Regions from separate parts of the Mus musculus genome. Here region 2 is linked to region 1. Evidence: chromatin contacts called from public HiCAR-type data. All regions are on one chromosome and are shown on one strand. The core of a region is the stretch at or near the end of the contact, and the rest is flanking DNA. Distances in the headings are between cores, read along the strand shown.

Region 1 (4,176 bases), core at 1,148-3,647:
CTCAGACGCCACCCTTCCCCTCAATCATGCTCATGAGACTGGAATTCAGTAAGCAGTATTGAGGAGAAACTCGGGTGTGTATCAAATGACGTTAACTTATGGCAGGTAAATCACTCATTTAAAAATGTTTATTTCTCTTTCATTTCTACAGTGGTTGGCGAAAAGGAAAAGATCAACAATGCAGTAAATGTTCGAACAAGAGACAACAAAATTCATGGAGAAATATCAATAGCTTCCGTCATTGAAAAATTGAAGAACCTCAAAAAATCACGTACGCTAAATGCCGAGGAAGACTTCTGAAGGCTTCTCCTTGGGCTTCTATATAACCTTGTTTTGACTTCTGAAATGTATTTTCCCTGTCACTTAAGATATTAGTACTTCTAAGAACCCTAGGGCCACTTGTAGGGCTCTAATGAGTTCAACCTAAGAAGGAAAAGTGATTATTTGATATAAACAAAATTTTAATTTGTTGTGTTCTGAGACTAAATAGGAGAAGCTGGAGAAATTTGCAAGCTATCAAGACTCCAGAGACCTCAGTGATAAAATGGTGTCCATTCAAAGAGGGGAACACTAGCGAGAATTATCAGAAATCATGCTTTGTTTCTTTCTCAAAAGATGTGCTTCCAGCCTGGGGGCTGTAGCTTCGTGACCAGAGCATCCGCGTTGCATGTATGAGGCCTGAGCTCCATCCCCAGCAGCCACCACCTCTCACCCAACAATGACAGGAATAGGCTTTCAATAAAAGCCCATGGCCCTTTTGTAACATGGAGGGGAGATGTCTTATTTTCTAATACACACATCTCAGGTATTTTTATGGCTGCTTTACTAAAGTTCACACTGAAACTCATGCCCAAAGCTGGAATTGCTATTTCATTTAGTGTGCAATCATAAGAGAAGTACTAATATCCTGTTAGTGGCAAAGGACTATGAAACCTCAAAGAGATTTTGTACAATCTGTTATTTGCATTGTGAGTTAAGAGTTACAGTTTTAATGCTTCTAATCATAATTCATTATATTTATCTTTAGAAACACTAAAGTCCTAAATAAAATGCATCACATGGTGTTTCTAGAGCCTCGGTATGTTCCATTGTTGGACGCTTGCCTGGAGTTGAACCACTGCTTTCCTGGGGTGTTTCACTTGTATGTTGAATCGAGTATATTTCTGATTTTTTTTTTTTTAAATCAAGACTGGGTTTCACGATGTAGTTCTGGCTGGCCTAGAACTCACTGAGATTTGCCTGTCTGTGCCTCTGGACTGCATTTCTGATATATTTAAATTATTTTTATTTTGTGTGCATGGGTATTTTGTCTGTTGTCTGGGCACTGCAAGAGTGTCTTGTGCTTATAGAGGTCAGAAGAGGGTGCCAGATTCCTGGAACTGTAGTTCTGGGTGATTGTGAGCCGCAGGTGGGTGCAGGGAATCAAATCTAGGTCCTCTGGAAGAGCAGCCAGTGCTCCTAACTGCCGACTCAGCTCTCCAGACCCTGTAGTTCCGATTTCAACCTTATTGTCTTGGCACTTAATTAAAATACCGTTATGCCAAAGAGAAATTAGTTACAGATTTATTTCACTAGGTGCAGCAGAATTCAAATTAGATGCAGAGAAGCATCAGTCTTTGATATATTATTGATTCTCCTGAACATGAAGAGTGAAGCATCATAGATGAAACCAGTGTGAGGGTGTAGGGTGCGAATTGTAACCATTTTTAAAGCTAACATTTACTGCAGGATTGTTGTGCGCCGAACACCATTTCATGTACTTTTTCACTTATCAGATGTGCAAGTGGGAATTTGGGGACCCCAAAGTGCAAGTCAACAGAGAGAGACATACCAACAGCATGCTTCCTGAAGTATATGCCATAGAAACAACGTAGGTTGCAGAGAGCAGCTCCCCCTCCTCGAGGTTGCTCTCCTGGCCAGTTTGGGGTTGGACTCTGCTCCTACGTGAAAATTCCACACACTTGGCTCTTGTCCCAGGCCCTGAGACCTAACCTGTTTTTCCAGTCTCAGAGGAACTCTAAACTCCGCGTGTCCCCCAACAGGCTGTGGTAAAACCTAAGGCAGGAGCCCTGGGTCCTGGTGCATGGGACTCTTGGAGCTGCTTCCCTGGCTTCATGGGTCAGCGGAACTAAAATGGGCTAACCACATCGCATCACAACCGTTTCCCAGACTCCCAATGGAAAGAGAAGGGCATCTCTTCAAAGGCAGTGAGGGGCTATTCTGGTCCGAGCTACTTCCTGCTGCTGCGGGTCCCCAGTTTCATTCATTTCCCTTGGCCAACAGCACTCAGAGCACGGCGACAAGGAGACCACCCAACCTCCGAGCTGGGAAGCAATGACACCCGCCGGCGGCGCCCCGCAGCAGTGCGCCTGCGGGCCGCGCCCGGACACGCCCCCTTCGGCGCGCCCCCACCACAGCCCCGCCTCCTGGCCCGGAAGTGCGCACGCGCAGCGACAAAAATGGAGGCTGCGGCCGAGCCGCTGCGGTCTGTCCGCCACCTGTCCCGCGTGCTGCTTTTCCTGTCCCAGTGCTACATTCTGTCGGGAGATGGTGAGTTCAAGGCTGGGGGCCGCACCGGGTGAGCTGGTGGCAAGGGGGTCCCCGGAGCCGCAGGAGGCCGGCGACCGACGCCTGGGCGCCGCAGCCCGAGGCCGCAGCACTGCGCTCCAGCCCGCCCCGAAAACCGGTGTTCCCTGAGTCGGTAGCCCAGAACCCCAGTCGACCCCGTCATTTCCGTTTCTTGAGCCGTAGATGCCCAGTGCAGCCCCTACCTGTTAAGCACACAAACCAAGGGTATCCTATCCCATGATAACATGCCTTTCTAATTGTAGGATCCTTAAATTTAGAGCATTCGCAGCCGCTGGCTCAGGCAATAAAGGATCCGGGCCCAACACGTACATTCTCTGTAGTTCCCAGGGCAGCAGGTACTAGACGTTTTCTATTCTAGTAAATGTGCATATTTATAAGGAGTAGTTGCCCGCCCCCCTTTGTTTTCGATACAGGTTTCTTTAGTATAAGAAGTCGCCTTTTGGTTTTGGCTGTTAGATGTGGTGTTGTTTAGATATGTAAATTAAGGGCAGACAGCCGCTTTCAGTAGACAGTTTTGGTCTTTTTGAAATCTATGACTTACCTCTTCATCCAGCCTTACAGGACTCTTCGTTTCTGTTTATTTTTTATTTTCCACTCTCTTCCAGTTCTTTAGCCAGTACTGTTTTCCCTTGAGTTAAAAACCAACCAACCAAACACCGAACTCTACAATGCTTCCCTAATGTTATATGATGTGCTGGGTTAAGAAGGTTGGATAGATACCTGGAGGATAATCCGGGTGAGATCGGGCTTTGAGGGATCTTTGTTTCCTCACCTTTGCAGCCACTGTAGTTATCTTGATTTAAGGCCTTTTCAGCCTTGTGATTTGAACCTTCCAACCTCGGGCCACATGGAGATAGGAACAATAGTGGGAAATGGTATTTATAGCGTTAGCCACTTCATGTCACTTCCAAGTATTCCTGTTTTGCTAACTGTCCGCTAGCTCTTTAGGTTCATCTGTTTGGAGTCCTATTATTTCAGGGATTGGACTTGAAACTGGCAGAGGCATTTCACAGATTTTTATTTCGACGTATATACTAACACCAGTATTTTCTAGAATTGGAGGGCTGAGGGTGTTGTCATTTTTGTGGTGGGGGCGCGCCGAAGGGGGCGTGTCCGGGCTTCATTTTTCCATCAGTAACTTTTGCTGGAAAGGACATTGGATTGGATTTGGAGAGCTGTGTGTTCTGGTTCCAGTTCTGTCCAACATGTCCTCTGGTATTTTGCATAGACTCTGCCTTATCCAAGCTTTAGTTTGTCCTCTGTGCTAATAGCTCTTGGGTCTGACCTGGGCCCACATTGTCTCTCAATGAGCACTTATAGTTTTCATGGCCATGTGGGAAGCAGGAAGGAGAGACGTTTTACTAATCACACCAGTTAGCAGGTCACAGCCAGCTGGTGACAGAAACCCTCTTAGATTGCAGGTGTCACTGACCCCAACTCCAAGCTGTTTGCATTCTAGCACATGTGTCCTTGCTGATTGATCTCGCCACCATTGAAAATTGCCTTTCACTGTTCTTTTGCTCACCATCCGTAGAGAATCAGCTGTTCTCTCACCTCACAGAAAGTACTGAAATCCCTCCTTACATG
Region 2 (4,176 bases), core at 1,010-3,509, 610 kb after region 1:
GCCTCACAGGAGACAGCTATATCAGGGTCTGAGACCAAAGATTCTTAAGAGTCGTGGTTAGTGGTGTCTGCCTGGAGTACACAGAGCACCACTGGGTACTTCCTCCTTGGGCGGTGCCCAGAGAGACAAGACAATGGGTGACCTGATCTGCCTTAGCCACATGTCCTCAGAAGCCGAGGATGGGCTCCCTGGGGTCCGCACATAGGGAACTCATCCCTGTGTGCCTTGCCGTATTCAGGCCCACTGAGTGACCTCAGTTGTACAGTTTGGACCCCTTGGGATCTCCACACACACAATTCATCCACACGCTTTGCTGTATGCAGGCCTACGGGGTGGGGGTGGGGCTATTCCCTTGGAAGATGTCTTTCCTTAATGAGAGCAGCAGAGACACACCTTCACTTTTCTTGGTGACATGAACACAGATCCACCTACAATCTATGTGGCCCAAGAGACCCACCACATAGCTGTACCGCATTAAGCCCCCTGTGTGTTTCGGTTTCCCTTGTTGATGCCATGAGTCACCATGGCCAGAATGGTTGCCACCCTCTGCATTTCTATAAAAGCTTCCCCGAGTGATTAGCCCAGGGCCTGGGCTGGGATGTGAAGACCTCTGCTCAGTTCCCAATATGAAGAAAGAGACCAGGGGAAAACAGGAATTTTACAGAACATAGTGTTGAGATTCAACGCGTCTCCATCCCTCTTTGCTGGCTAAGCTATACTGCGAGGCGCTGGTGTGAGGGATAGCCTCAGAATAGGGAAGTGGTAAAATGGTAAGAAGGCGTGGCCAGTTAGCCACTGTGGGCACCAGTGACAAGGGTTCTCATTCAACAGCGCTTTAATTTCACCTAGCCATGAATACAAGTGGGTTTCTTCCTTCGTCCCATGCTTGCTTAGGGGAGCCTATGACTTGATAGCCCTTCTTTTCTGCGATACGCATGTTGAAGGGATGCTTGCTGTCTTTTGGCCTTCTGGATGATCTGAGCAGCTTGTCTGCGATTGCTAGGGGCTGCACCTGGGTGTTTAAACATGGTCTCATTTCCCAGGCAATGTGGTCTGTGAGTCACCACCAGGCCCTACAGGGAGTGCCCTAATGCTTTTGGTGAACAGTTAGCAATCCCTTGCTCTGGGTCTCACAGGGTCTTACAGCCTGCCTGAAGACTCTTAGAAGGCAGTGGTCCAGTGCTCAGGACACAAAGTCTCTCCTTAGAGTGGTGGCGCTCCGTGGGAATCTCTGGAGGCCAGATGGAGTCCATCTCTGGCAAGCGTCAGAGTTTTGACTGGGGCTGGAGCTCAGAGGTTGGGCACTTACGGACTGTATGTGAGACTCTAGGTTAATTCTCCACTACAGCCAAAAACAAAACAAACGTGCCACCGTGAGTGAAGTCCTGAGGGTCATTATTTTTGATGAGGAAGTTCTCTAAAAGGTCCATATGTTAAAGGAACAGTAAAGCTGGGCACTCTGGCTCTCAGAGTTACTGGTAGGTGGTGGAACCTTTTAGAGCTGGGGCCTGGGAGAGGTGTTCTGCTCACTGCTGGTGTGCCCACGAGGAGGATATTGGGGCCACATCTCTTCTGTTTCCCTGTTAGTTCAGGTCTTGGCTGTGAAGTGAACAGCTTTGCTCTCCCATGGTGCACTTCCCCACCACAGGCCCCAAAGCACTAAAACCAACATGGTGGGTTGTATACGGACTGATACTTCCCAAACCTTGTGCCAAGGCAAGGCGTTTTCACACTGGTTGTCTCTGGGTTTTTATTATGAATGAGAGGTAATGAAAAGCTGACTAAGGCAGGCAAACAAGCCCTTCCCTGGCACAGCTGTTTCCTGGTGACTATTCTCCTTCCTCTAACTTGGCTCAAGACCGCATGTCTTTGATGGCTCAACTAACCCTTCACTTTTTCTACTTATGTGTCTCACAAACTCGGAAAAAGCACATAGGTTCCCCAGGGTCCAGAGTGCTTTTTCTTACCACGGTGGACAGTGAGAAATGAAGTGCCATTGGACTCACGTCAAGCTGGAACAATCCCAGGGGCACCTCTTTCAGAGAGTTCTCAGAGAAATCTGCATCCCGAAGGTGGCTTTTCCAAAAGACAGCCATTTTGTCTGGCAGCGATTCCAGGGCATTTTTGGAGGCTTTACAACATTTCTAGGAGTTTGAGGGGAGGGGGAGAGTGGTAAGTAGATTTGTGAGTGTAGAGCTGCCCAGAAGTCTGTTTGTAAATCTGATGTCAGAAGTGAGGCTACTGGGACAGGGCTCTGTGACCACAGTGCAGAGTGAGGAAGAAGGCTTCCAATTCTCTGTCTGCTGTGTTGTCCTGTCCTGCAGGAGCAGGGAGAGAGTTTCCTAGGGGAGACAAACGTGCCTCATCGTCTTCCCTTGATCACCATCCGGTCCATTGTCCTGGGAAATAACGGACCGATTCAGAGCCACGCTCTCGGGAGTCAACTGCTTTCCCCAAGGACGCGGCCAAACTAGAAATGCTTAGTCTTTGGTTTGAAACCAACAGAAACAAAGCACAAATATTCCTTATGTCATTCATCCGTTTCAACCAGCCAGATTCCCAAGAAACAAAAACCTCATTTAGTCTGCAGAGCTCTGGATACAGGCCCCTGCTTCTTCTCACTTCTTTAGTGCTCTTGAGAACCGCACCCCTTTTGGCATTTGTGTTGGTATGCATGCGTATATCTGGGTTTGCATGTGTGCGTATGAGTGCATGTGTGCATATGCGTGCATGTGTGCGTTTGCGAGCATGTGGAGACCACAGGTTAATGTTGGGTGTCTGACCAGCCAACCAGGGACTCTCCTACCCCCACCTCTCAGTGCTGGGATTACAGGCAAGTGTTGCCATGCCTGTTTTTTTTTTTAAGTTTGTGACATGTATGTACGTATGTATACATGCTCACATGTGTGCTTGTGGAGGCCAGAGGTTGACATTAGGCCTCTTCCTCTGTTGTTCTCCACCTCAGTTACTAAGACCAGATCTCTCGCTTGAACTCAGAGCTGGGAAACATGGTTGGTCTCACTAGCTAGCTCACCCTAGGAGTCCTGCTTTGGGTGCTGGGCTTACATTTGACCACCATGTCTGCATAGCATTTAAATGGGGGCTGGGGACCCAACTACAGGTCCTTATGTGTGCATGGCAACCGCTTTACCCACTCAGACATCTTTCCAGACCCACACTCAGCTTTTACTGTGTGTGGATTCTTGGGGGTCAAACTCATGCTTGTGTGGCAGGCCCTTTACCAAAGTGAGCTATCTTCCATCCCTTGTGCCATCATCCCGTGCTTTACAAAACGTTGTAGCAGCTACTGTGTGTCCCTTAGGCTAACTGGCTTACAGGGTGACAGCCTGACTGAAACTGTGGACCTCTCTCCTCAGCTACAATGTAGAGGAACAGGAGAAGACGTGAGGATGTAGAGAGCGGCATACAAACTCGGCTGTGGCTTTCAGGATACAAACCAAAGGGCAGGACCAGGGATCCGGGAAGCTCTTCAGGTTGTTCCTGGAGACATTCAGAGAGGTGAGAGACTTGAAGGAGTGCATAAATTGGACAGGGAGCTCTGTCAGCCTGTTGTCAGCTAGATCGAGTTCTTGCAGCTTCCGCAGGCCGATCCAGTTAGTGGCTGTGGGGTGAAAAGAGTGTGCGTGGTCAAACATATCCCAGTCCCAACCAGTGAGAGAGTGGCCAACGACATGGGGTCATTGACAGAGATGCATACCGTTTTCTTCTTCAAACAGCCGCTCCAGGTAGTTTTTGGAAGCAGTCAGCTTTTGAAGTTTTGAGAGGTGCAGGAATCCAGGAGGGAGGTGAGACAGTTTGTTGCTGGAGATGTCAATTTCAAGTAACCTGGGGCCAGAGAGAAGGGAGTCAGGAGCCAGAAGAGCGACAGCAGCGCTTACGATCTCTCACTAGACAAGGTGTGTGCGTTCTCTCTGCACACACAGTTTAAAAAAATGAGCGGGATCCTTTGAGGTCTTTTTACTCATTTGGTTAACTGTTACCACAATGGAATCTGACTTTGGTGGGTTCTTTCGGGTGGTCTTCTGAACATCCTGGAATTAACATCTTTGCCCGAACAAAAGCAAGCAGTACCCAGAGGCTCTGCATCAGGAATGCAACCTTTAAGGGCTTGCAAATCTGTTCATTTGACCCAGGCTAAGGAACCTAATGCAGATG

The links. HiCAR-type assays count read pairs that join an accessible place to other places.
Region 2: a contact with region 1 is called in a HiCAR-type map of astrocytes, with 3 times the contacts expected there. The contact joins the enhancer-like site here to the promoter of Tm2d3 in region 1. A contact is called at or near these places in 6 of 39 promoter capture datasets (embryonic stem cells, hippocampal neurons, liver and 2 more), 11 of 484 Hi-C or Micro-C datasets (the G1E-ER4 cell line, the N1E-115 cell line, cerebellar granule neurons and 8 more), 6 of 115 datasets of contacts at active chromatin or transcription factors (astrocytes, bone marrow-derived macrophages, embryonic stem cells and 3 more) and 1 of 9 other capture datasets (embryonic stem cells).

The regions. Positions count from the first base shown.
Region 1 is chr7:65,691,020-65,695,195 of GRCm38.p6, forward strand. It overlaps Tm2d3 (TM2 domain containing 3), which reads left to right and starts at 2,398. Exons shown (of 5, transcript NM_026795.3): 1 at 2,398-2,550; 2 at 4,124-4,176. The coding sequence starts at 2,460. It overlaps Gm33234 (a long non-coding RNA gene), which reads right to left and starts at 2,423. Exons shown (of 2, transcript XR_391545.3): 1 at 1,832-2,423. It overlaps Tarsl2 (threonyl-tRNA synthetase-like 2), which reads left to right. Exons shown (of 19, transcript NM_172310.2): 19 at 152-1,074. The coding sequence ends at 300.
Region 2 is chr7:66,303,387-66,307,562 of GRCm38.p6, forward strand. It overlaps Lrrk1 (leucine-rich repeat kinase 1), which reads right to left. Exons shown (of 34, transcript NM_146191.3): 8 at 3,719-3,846; 9 at 3,459-3,622; 10 at 2,007-2,144. Among named protein-coding and RNA genes, the nearest start is that of Gm45989, 24 kb to the left of the region's middle. Within about 2 kb of position 2,260, at least 76 of the 459 cell types and tissues checked have an H3K27ac peak or open chromatin away from gene starts, as enhancers often do. A contact at or near this core is called in the G1E-ER4 cell line, astrocytes, bone marrow-derived macrophages and 1 more, where this site is marked.